Linked DNA regions of Canis lupus: region 1 is linked to region 2. A link is a contact called in public Hi-C data. All regions are on one chromosome and are shown on one strand. Each heading gives the region's core, a stretch centred on a gene start, on an enhancer-like site or on the middle of the called end of the contact. The rest is flanking DNA. Distances are from core to core; before and after follow the strand shown. Region 1 holds the start of MDM4 (protein Mdm4). Region 2 overlaps PIK3C2B (phosphatidylinositol 4-phosphate 3-kinase C2 domain-containing subunit beta).

Region 1 (4,498 bases), core at 350-2,849, 54 kb after region 2:
AAACTTTTTCGTAATAAGTAAAGTATATCGTTCTTTAGAGGAGAGTGGTGAGGAAAAGATTATATTCTTCTTTATACCCTTTTGTATATGTGAAGTAGTTCATTATAATTTTTAAAGAAAGGCTAAGATCAGTAACACTGACTTCTAGTTCCTTTAGAACTCTGAGGGGCTCGAGAAAAAATCTGATTTAGCCCTTTTATTTACAGACTGGGGAAACTGAAGAACTGCATAGCTTTCTGGTTTCTAGAAATAACTAGGCTAAACTCAGATTTCCTGTCTCTTTATTAAATAAATGGTTTTTGAATACAGTTCTTCGAGAAGGAAGTGGTGATCACTGAGTCAGTTATGAGCTTGTTAAGCTGATTTCATTTTCTTCCCTCATCCAGGTCACTTGATAAGGAGAAGAAATGCTCAAGTCACAGTTTATTTTCATTAGAGCGAGTCACTTGGTGAAGTTTTGTGAACTCCTTGGGAAAGGAGAGCGAATGTTGCCAGGTATTGACTATCATTAGGTGGTATAATTAGTGGCTTAAGAACAACATTGGAAGATGAGTTATTCATCACGAGTCAGTGTCAACCATGAGGGGGAAAAGCTCTATTTTAAACCACGTGACTTTTGATAAAGACAAGTTAAATATGTTGATTTCAAAGGGCAAAAAGTAAAAAAAAAAAAAAAAAAAAAAAGGGGCTGACCTCCTGACCTTCCAGGCAAAGTTCACTGCACTTACCACATTCTTTTTATCTGGACTGATTCTTCCACTAGACAGATTCCAGGGGGTTATTTGCTTTGGAATCTTCTAGGTTTGGTGCTTGGCACACAGTAGGTTTTCAACAAGTGTTTGTTGGCCTTAAACACAAGGAGTTGCCGGACAGGATCATAATTCCAAGAGTCCAGGAGACAGGAGAAGAGACTCAAGCTAACTGGATACTATTTTAAAAGATACAAATTATTGCTTGGGAATTAAAACAACAACAACAACAACAAAAAACACTTAATATTAATTGCACGAAAAAGAGAGAAGCAGTCGAGAGTGGCTCAGCTCAGCAAAAAAAAAAAAAAAAGCCCCTCCCCCCCCCTCTATTTTTTTGAGACAGGTGGTTGCTGACTTCAAGCTCTTTGGGAGCAACTGTGGAAAGGGCATTAGTCCTTCAGTTCATTTGCAAGAAGCTTAGGTCTCCGAGCTACGCGGAAGACGATGCCAGAAGCAGAGCAAGGGCAAGGCGCAGGGTGCAGAGTCGGGGAGGTCATCGCCCCCTTTTCCTTGGCGCGGGCCCGTGCCCAGTCCGGGGGCCGCATCTTAAACGGGACAAACAAGTACTTGTTCAGACCGCGGCGACCTCTGGTTCTTCGCACCGCTTTCAGCATTTATCACGTGCCTCGCTACTCGCGTCCAGTCCGGTCCCGGCGAGCTGTTCGCCCCCGCAAGCCACCGCCTCCGGGGAGCGCAGGACGCCAGCTCCGAGGCGCAGACGGGAAGCGACTCTCTCCCCGGCTTGGGCTCCCCTCTATGGTAGGGGCAGGTCAGTCTCTCCTACCTCTCTAGCCCTCCAGTGGAGCCTCTATGGTTCCCGGAGGCCCCCTCACCGGAAGCCCGTGGGAGGGGACGGCTTCCGCAGACCGGAAGTTGCGCCCTCACTGCTCGCCGTTTCAAAATGTCGCGGAGGCCTCGGGGCCTGTGACTGGCGCCCCCTCCCCCCGCCCCGGGCTCGGCGGGGGAGCGACTCATGGAGCGGCCGTGAGGTGTGGCTCTAGGGTCTCGGCGGCCGCGGGGGGGGGGGAGGGGGGGGGGGAGGGGAGCGGGCGGGGCGGGGGAGCCGGGGGTGGAGGGTTGTGCGGTGGGGCCCCGCGGAAGGTAAAAATGGAGGTGGAGTCCCGCCGCCGGGTACAGCCCAGGGTCGAGATGGTCGGCGGCGGATGCTTAGCGGGACGCAGCGTGGGGGGCGGAGGCACAGGGCCGGCCCCGAGGCGAGAAGCGGCTGCAGACTGCGGGGCCGCGCGCCGTCGCGGCGGGGGCGCTTGAGAGCTTGAGTGATGGGGCCTGTTTGGGGCCACACCCAGGCCCGCCCAGCAGGACCTCCGCGGACGGGGCTCGGGCGTCTGTGCCTCCAGCCGCGCACCTTCCCGCTGGTTCTTGTGCGCCCTGAATTCCGAGACCCCCGCCCCGTTAAAGCGGCACCCGTAGACCCTGCTGCTGCCCCCTCCGCGCCGTCGGGAAGGCGCTGGTGCCGGCCGGGCAGCTCCGAGCGCGTGCATCCTCGGTGCCAAGTGTCCCGCATCGCCGCCGCTTAGGTTTTGGCTCCTCCCTCCTCCCTCCCTCCCTGACAACGGAGAAGGTAACTTAGAAGTATTTATGTCACAGTATTTTCGTTTCTCACCGTGCGGGGCAGGATCACACATTTTTGTGGTTTATTAAAAAAAAAAAAAGAAGAAGCAGGCGTGTATCTCAAGTGAGAAAACGCACGTGGTCCAGAAGCGTGTAAAGTTTGGCTGGCTCTTGGCCAACTCTAGCCGGTTCTCTTCTCAGGCTGGCTGTCCATGATGGCTTCATAACATCCTTCCTGACTTTTCCCCTACGGTTCTCATGTTTTTATTTTTACTTTTTTTTTTTTTTAATTTGTTACTTTTTTAAAGACATTTATTTATTCACGAGAGGCAGAGAGGCGGAGATATAGGCAGCGGGAGAAGCGGGCTCCCGGCGGGGAGCCTGATGTGGGACTGGATCCCTGAACCTGGAATCACCCCCCCCAACGGAAGGCAGCGGCCCAACCGCTGAGCCACCCAGGCGTCCCGGTCGGTAGTCATATTTTTAGATGTACATTTTTAAAAATTTTTGTTTATTTATTTATTCACGACACAGAGAGAGAGGCAGAGACACAGGCAGAAGGAGAAGCAGGCTCCATGCAGGGAGCCCAACGTGGGACTCGATCCCGAGACTCCAGGATCACACCCCGGGCCGAAGGCAGGCGCTAATCCGCCGAGCCGCCCAGGGATCCCCCAGTACTCATATTTTTAAACAGTAAGATCATTTTGTATGCATTGCGATGCGCCTTAAGTTTTTCAGATAGTATCAGGGACTTTCCATCAAATAGACATATAATACTTTCGTTTAAACACTTGCCACGGTACTGTTTTAGAGGGTTGTACAACAGTTTCGCCAGCCAGTTCCCTACTGATGGGAGTTTTAGGTTGTTCCTGGCGTAATGTTCTGCACACTGTGCTGGAGTATGCTCTTGCTGCATACACATTTTACCTTGTATATGTGTAGCTGACTTGGTAAGAACTAAAACAACGTCTGAATAGTACAGTAGTTTTATTTTTTTAAAGTTGTTTTTATTGCCCTCAGGTATATAGTTGAAAGAATCAGACAGTAGTGTTTAGTAGAGGTCCTTAGGGCTTTAAAGAATTAAGAATGATTTTTAAAAAATTTTTATTTATTTATGATAGTCACACACACACACACACACACACACACAGAGAAGCAGAGACATAGGCAGAGGGAGAAGCAGGCTCCATGCACCGGGAGCCCGACGTGGGATTCGATCCCGGGTCTCCAGGATCATGCCCTGGGCCAAAGGCAGGCGCCAAACCGCTGCGCCACCCAGGGATCCCAGAATTAAGAGTGATTAATTCTGCTACCTTCTGACAAGTTTTTGATTTGTCTTAAAATCACACTTGTTTTCAAAGGTAGAAATTTGGAGATGAAGCATAGGAGTCTTTTGGACTAAATGATGGTAAAACCAGTCTTCCATTATCACTGAGAGACGAATAAACTGTTGTCTGATTTCAGTCCAGTAGAGGACACAGAAGCACAAATATAATGTGGTAAGTGGTAATAGAGGGGCTCTAGTGTCATCAGCTTCCCTGGGAGTGTCAGCCTTGAACAAGGAAGTGACTTTTGACCTAGGTAGAAGAATAAGAATTTTCAATAATAGAGAGTAGGTCACAGAAGAGGAGAAAGGACAGGTGTCTGATATTATCTGAGTCCATTGGCAGTGGATTTCAAACTTTTTAAACCATGACTCCCAGTAAAAATAAGTTTTATATTGTGACCTAGACACATAGGAGGGGGGATGGTTAAGAACTCTGGTTCTGCAGCCAGGGTTCTTGGACTCTAAGACCATGATTTTGAGGAAATTATCTTCCTCTCTACCTCAGTTTCCCCCTTGAAAATGAGGACAATGATATATCTACCTAATAGGATTTTTATAAAGATTAAATGAGTCATTGCAAAAAAGTGCTTTAAAGAGTGCCTGATACCAGGGTGCTTAACTGTGTTGTGTTGGTTATTTTCAATAACAGAAACAGGTTTCACAGAACAAAGCTTTGTTACTTTTATTTTCTGTACTATTTCATTAGTGGAGGGGATCAGTAATGACTCACTGGGGTGCAACTTGTAGTTTGAGAATTTCAGTACAAAAAATGCCTAGGAGGTGAGTAGTAAAAGGGCTTGACGCATTCAAGAAACTGAGTCATCATTCATCACAGTGGGCATTGTAA
Region 2 (4,783 bases), core at 1,790-4,289:
CCAGATGACACGTTACCCAAGCACTACTTTTCCACACCCCTCTCGCCCTTCCTGCACCACCAGTCCTGCCCAGAAGCTCTTGGTTATGTCAACTGTCCTGGTGTCTACTCCTGTGCCTTGGTCCCCTGGCTAGGGCCCTGTGGACTCTGTTGGTGAGCCCCACATGGCCAACCCTCCCAAGGGGCACTGGCCAGGGCAGCAGCCAGGCCCCTCTCTCTATCCCTCTCCTTCCCTCCCGAGGCCAAGAAGCCGCTGCCCTGGGAACCACATACTGCCTGAAGTTGAAGAGTGGAGTAGTGACCCAACCCAGGGCTTCTGGCAGACGCCTCTGCTTATTGGCCTCTGAAGAGCTCCCAGGCAGGGGGATGGGCAGAGCATAGAGAGTGGCACACAGCAGGGTCTCCCGAGGCAGCCGGTTCACCTGCACAGGGAAGCAGATCCTAGGGAGGAGAGGAAACCAAATCAGGAGGGGCCACTTTCGTGGCTTCAAGGGACAGGCGGCCCAGGAAGTTAAGTGGAGGCTGAGAACGCGGCCTGCCTCTTGGGATATCAGATGTGCTCCCTGGGGAAGCCTTGAACCAGGACAGGTCCCAAACTGTAGGCGAAACCTCCCCCGATGCTCCCAGAAGTACATCATGCTGTTTTTGCAATTGCAGACTCTCAGTAGTGTGCGGCTAACATCCCGATTTTGAGGCCACCCCCAGTGACCGGACAGAACTTGGATAGCCAGAGCCATCCTGGAGTTGAGGTGACTGTAGTTCCCACAGTGAAGCCATATGCCCCTTGTCCCGGGGTTTCTGCAGAGGGTCACCAAGAAGCTGCCCCTCTGACAATCCTTCTGCACTGAACCACCCTCGTCCCTCCCCCACTTCCCATGCTGAAACAAAACAAGGAAGAAGCAGGGTGTCCTTTGCCCTCAGGTCACCCTCCTCCTGACAGTCCTCCCACCTGTCTGTCCTCTCCCATCCCCTTCTTCTCCCAGCCCTCAGGGCACAAGATGGTTTGTTCTCCCCACCACCACCTCACCCCTCCCCACAAAAAAAAAAAAGATTTTCAAAGCTAGAGGGATAAAGAGAAGGGGTTTCCCAAAGCCCCTGCAGGGAGAGAACACAAACTGGCCAGTGAAGCCTTGCCACTACCCAGTCCAGATGTGCTCTTCCGGGGCTCCTCCGCCCCAGGCGCACCCAGCCACTCCCTCCAAGTTCAGGATGAGGCACTGGGGTGGGGTGAGGGAGAGAGAGGAGGGGAGCTCTCAGGGAGGGAGGACCCACATTACCTTTTGGGGAAGCTGTCCCTGGGCCAAAGTCCACACTGTCACGCCCTCCTGGCCAGCCCAGGGCAGGTTCTACACCAGAAGGCACAGAGGCAGGGTGGCCACCCTCAAGGTGCTGAGTTGCCTGATTAAGCAGCCTCCCTACACTGCTGCCCCTCACTCCTGCAGCAAAATCTGCACCTAAGTGAGACTCCCTCCCTCCCACCCGCCAGAGACTGGCAGAGCCCTGCCGTCCCAGCTGCCTGTCCCCTGGGGGCCCATGGCTATAATTAGGGCCCCTGCAGAAGCCAGCAGACATGCCAGGCCCAGGCTTGGCTAGGTGGTGGAGCGAGGCTGCTGGGCCTATTTTGAGAGTTAGCTGATCCCTGTACTGAGGCGGCAGGACAGTCAGCTGATCCCACAGCAAAGTGGAGGGGGGCTGGAGCTGACCCCCATCCTGTCAGCCCAGAAGAGGCTTCCCACTGTGTATCTGGAGGCAGAGAGGAAACCACGACCCCTAGAACCAGCCAGAAACCCCTTCTCCTCAGTCCTCGAGTCCATCTAGCATTCCAAAGCCTCTTCCACGGATCATTGCCTGGGGTCAGTCAGGAAAACCATATGTTGGCTGCGGCCTGAACCTCCTCCCTGCCTGCGAAACCCCTCTTCTTCCCTCTGCAGCCATTCCTCAACATCACATGGCAAGGGCTGCCTCCTCCAGAAAGGACTCCTGGGATGTGCCGGTTCCAGTCCTGGTTTTGCCGCTCACAACCTCAGAACTACTCATGCCTCTGCACTGTTTCCTCATCAGTGGAGAGGGGAAAACAGCTTGTGTGATGTGTGTATACACTGTGTACCTTTTGCTGCGAAACACTGAGGGTTCTGCACCGGAACAGGGCTATGCAAATAGGATTTACATGTACAAATATGTCCATGTATCAGTCACTGCGTCAGTCACTTGGAACGGGGAAACCGGAACTGAGCAGGCTCCCCCAGCTAAAAAGATGACAAGAATGAAGAAGAAAGCATCTATCGTGTGCTAGGTACCGTGCAATGCCCTTTACCGGCAATGTCCCAGAAGTTCTCAAATAGCCCTGTAAGTTAGGCCCATCACTTCCCAAGGTTCCACCTATAGTAAGAAAGGGAGTGTGCCCAGGCCTGTGCTTTGAACCCTACAGGGTAGCATCTTCTCCCAGAAGCCTTGATCTTGACTATGAAGGCAGGGACCAGCCTTTAGGATTCGAGGCCAAACCTAAGACAGGGAGTGGAAGGAGACGCACAGGACAGGCAGGCTGAGGTAGACCAGGCCTACCAGGAATCTGATACTCCATGGCAAGAGGGTCTCGGGCTAATTTTGTGGGGTCTGCCTGGGGTGGGGCACTGTACGGCATGATCCCCTTGGCACCGGTAGTCACTGAAGCCAGAGGATCGGAAGGTGATGGTGAAATTCCAAAGCCATTTGAGGCAGCCATCCCTGCCTCCAAAGAGCCTCTCCTGCCCTGGCAGTTATTTGATTAGTTTTATTTACAGCTTTATTGCTCTATAACTTACATAAGTGTGAAGACAGAAGAAAGGGTCTGCCTCCCCAGCTGCCCCTCTGTAAATAACCCACCTCTCCTGTTGTTTGCACAGACTCTGCATTGGCCTATTTTGGCAATCTTGGCCTCCCCAAGCACCCTGTTCAGTCTCTCATCTGCACTCCAGATACTGAAGTTCCAGTTCTGCTCTGCAAATAAGGACTCAGATACAGTCAGTCTAGGGAAGTGAAGCTGGGGGCAGCCAACAAGGGGCTTTCTGACAGTCTGGAGGGAGGGCAGGGTGCAGCACAGAGAGGGCCCAGGGCGGGTGCACACCTGCAGTGCCACCACTTGGTTCACCTCCATTTCCCTCCTACTCTGCTTGGCTGATGCCTTTCTTCCCGGCAGCAACACTTGCTAATAAACGCTGATTAATACTACCTTGTGCTCGTGGTTTCATATTCATATTTATAATTTATCTCATTTCATTTTATCTCAGCCACAACTGCCTCTGAATTAAACAACTGTCCCCACTTTACAGTGTGAGGCACAGACAGGCCAAAGAGAACATGGGACTAGACACAGAGCTAGAAATAGAGGCTTCTTCCTGCAGCTCCCAGCCCATTATTCTTCTGTCTAGACAACCTGTTTTTTCCCTTCTAGAAGGAAGAAAGCACAGGCCCCTCTCCCTAGTCTATATGAAACTTTGGGAAGAAGGGAGAGGATGAGAATCCCTCAGACTAGTTAAACCTTTTAAGGAAGACAAGATCAAGACGATGGATTATTATGAAAGCTAACCACTAACTTTTTTTTTTTTTTATGATCTTTTATGTTTTACAGAGAATCTTTGTGGATTAGAAATGGTACTTGTCCCCATCTAAGGGTTAGGGAAGTGGAGACTCCAGGCGCTGAGGGCTCTTGTGGGGGTAGGGTTAGTGGTAGAGACTGGTTTAATGCAGATGTGGGTTCCTCCGTGGGGTCTGCAGGGGCCGGGGCCAGGGCTTGGGCGGGGGCGGGGGGCCTTACTGCTGGTCCCAGATGATGAGGTGGAAGAGGTACTTGGAAAAGTGAGCCCTTCGGGTGTACAGGGGGTTGCATAGTTCCTTTCCACCATGGCTGAGGGAGCAGGAGAGGTAGAAATCTTCATAGCTGCAACAGAAAGAGAGGAAGGACGCTCAGCTCCCAAGCCCCATCACAGTCACCCAGCGTGTGCCAAGCTCCATTTCTCCAGCTAAGACTCCTCCTTGGTCTCTGGGAGCTAGAGCATGGGGTCATGGGGCATTTGTGAATAGGAGCTCCAGGAGAAGCAATTGGATCTGGATCCCTCCGCCCAGCTTCAGGCTCTTCCTCCCTCTTGATTGGGGACCAGCCCACGCAGCCCAGCCGCCTTCTTACAGTTGGCGGTGGCAGCCCATGGGGGTGTCTGTGTGCGCATGCGCAGGTGACAAGGGGAGGGGGATGCAATCGACATATGCCGACGAGAATGCCAACACATGGGGGTCCCTGTGGCTGGTGACAGGTGCCTGACAGAAGAGGTCAGAGAAGGCCCTGGTTTCCCAGGCTGGCTCCTTTGTTCTCTGCCAATCTCCCAGAGGAATACATTAAGTGAGGAACAAAGAGAGAGGGGGAAGGGAGAGGGAGGGGGGTCTGGAAAGGGCGGGGGGGGGGGGGGGTGCGGGGGTGGGACCAACCCCCCCCCATGCCAAGGCACTAGGCAGAGGAGCTGAGGATTACCAAATGAAGGTCCCCCTTCACTCACCCCTGCAGGCCTAGGGAACACCCAACAAAGGGTCATCTCCCCCCTCCCCGCCCCCTCCCATTGTGCATCTGCAGGGTAGTGCAGTCATCGGCCTTGGGGCATGCACTGGATCTGGGAAGCTGCCATCTGTCGCAGTGTCTCCATCAGCGGGTCTGGGATGGGTGGGGGGCAGGGATGCCGATGCAACCAGCACTGAGAAGGCCCCGCAGGATCTGACTGCTGTGGCTGCCTCTCCATCTCCCAGGGGACCTTCTGGCT

What was found. Hi-C and Micro-C count contacts between places; a contact is called where the count stands out from the background.
Region 1: a contact with region 2 is called in a Hi-C map of blood, with 1.9 times the contacts expected there. The contact joins the promoter of MDM4 here to the enhancer-like site in region 2. A contact is called at or near these places in 3 of 9 Hi-C or Micro-C datasets (amygdala and blood).

The regions. Positions count from the first base shown.
Region 1 is chr38:1,637,930-1,642,427 of UU_Cfam_GSD_1.0, forward strand. MDM4 (protein Mdm4) reads left to right here and starts at 1,600. Exons shown (of 12, transcript XM_038585992.1): 1 at 1,600-1,741.
Region 2 is chr38:1,582,957-1,587,739 of UU_Cfam_GSD_1.0, forward strand. It overlaps PIK3C2B (phosphatidylinositol 4-phosphate 3-kinase C2 domain-containing subunit beta), which reads right to left. Exons shown (of 33, transcript XM_038585983.1): 12 at 3,793-3,915; 13 at 273-440. Among named protein-coding and RNA genes, the nearest start is that of PPP1R15B, 36 kb to the left of the region's middle. Within about 2 kb of position 3,040, at least 5 of the 20 cell types and tissues checked have an H3K27ac peak or open chromatin away from gene starts, as enhancers often do. A contact at or near this core is called in blood, where this site is marked.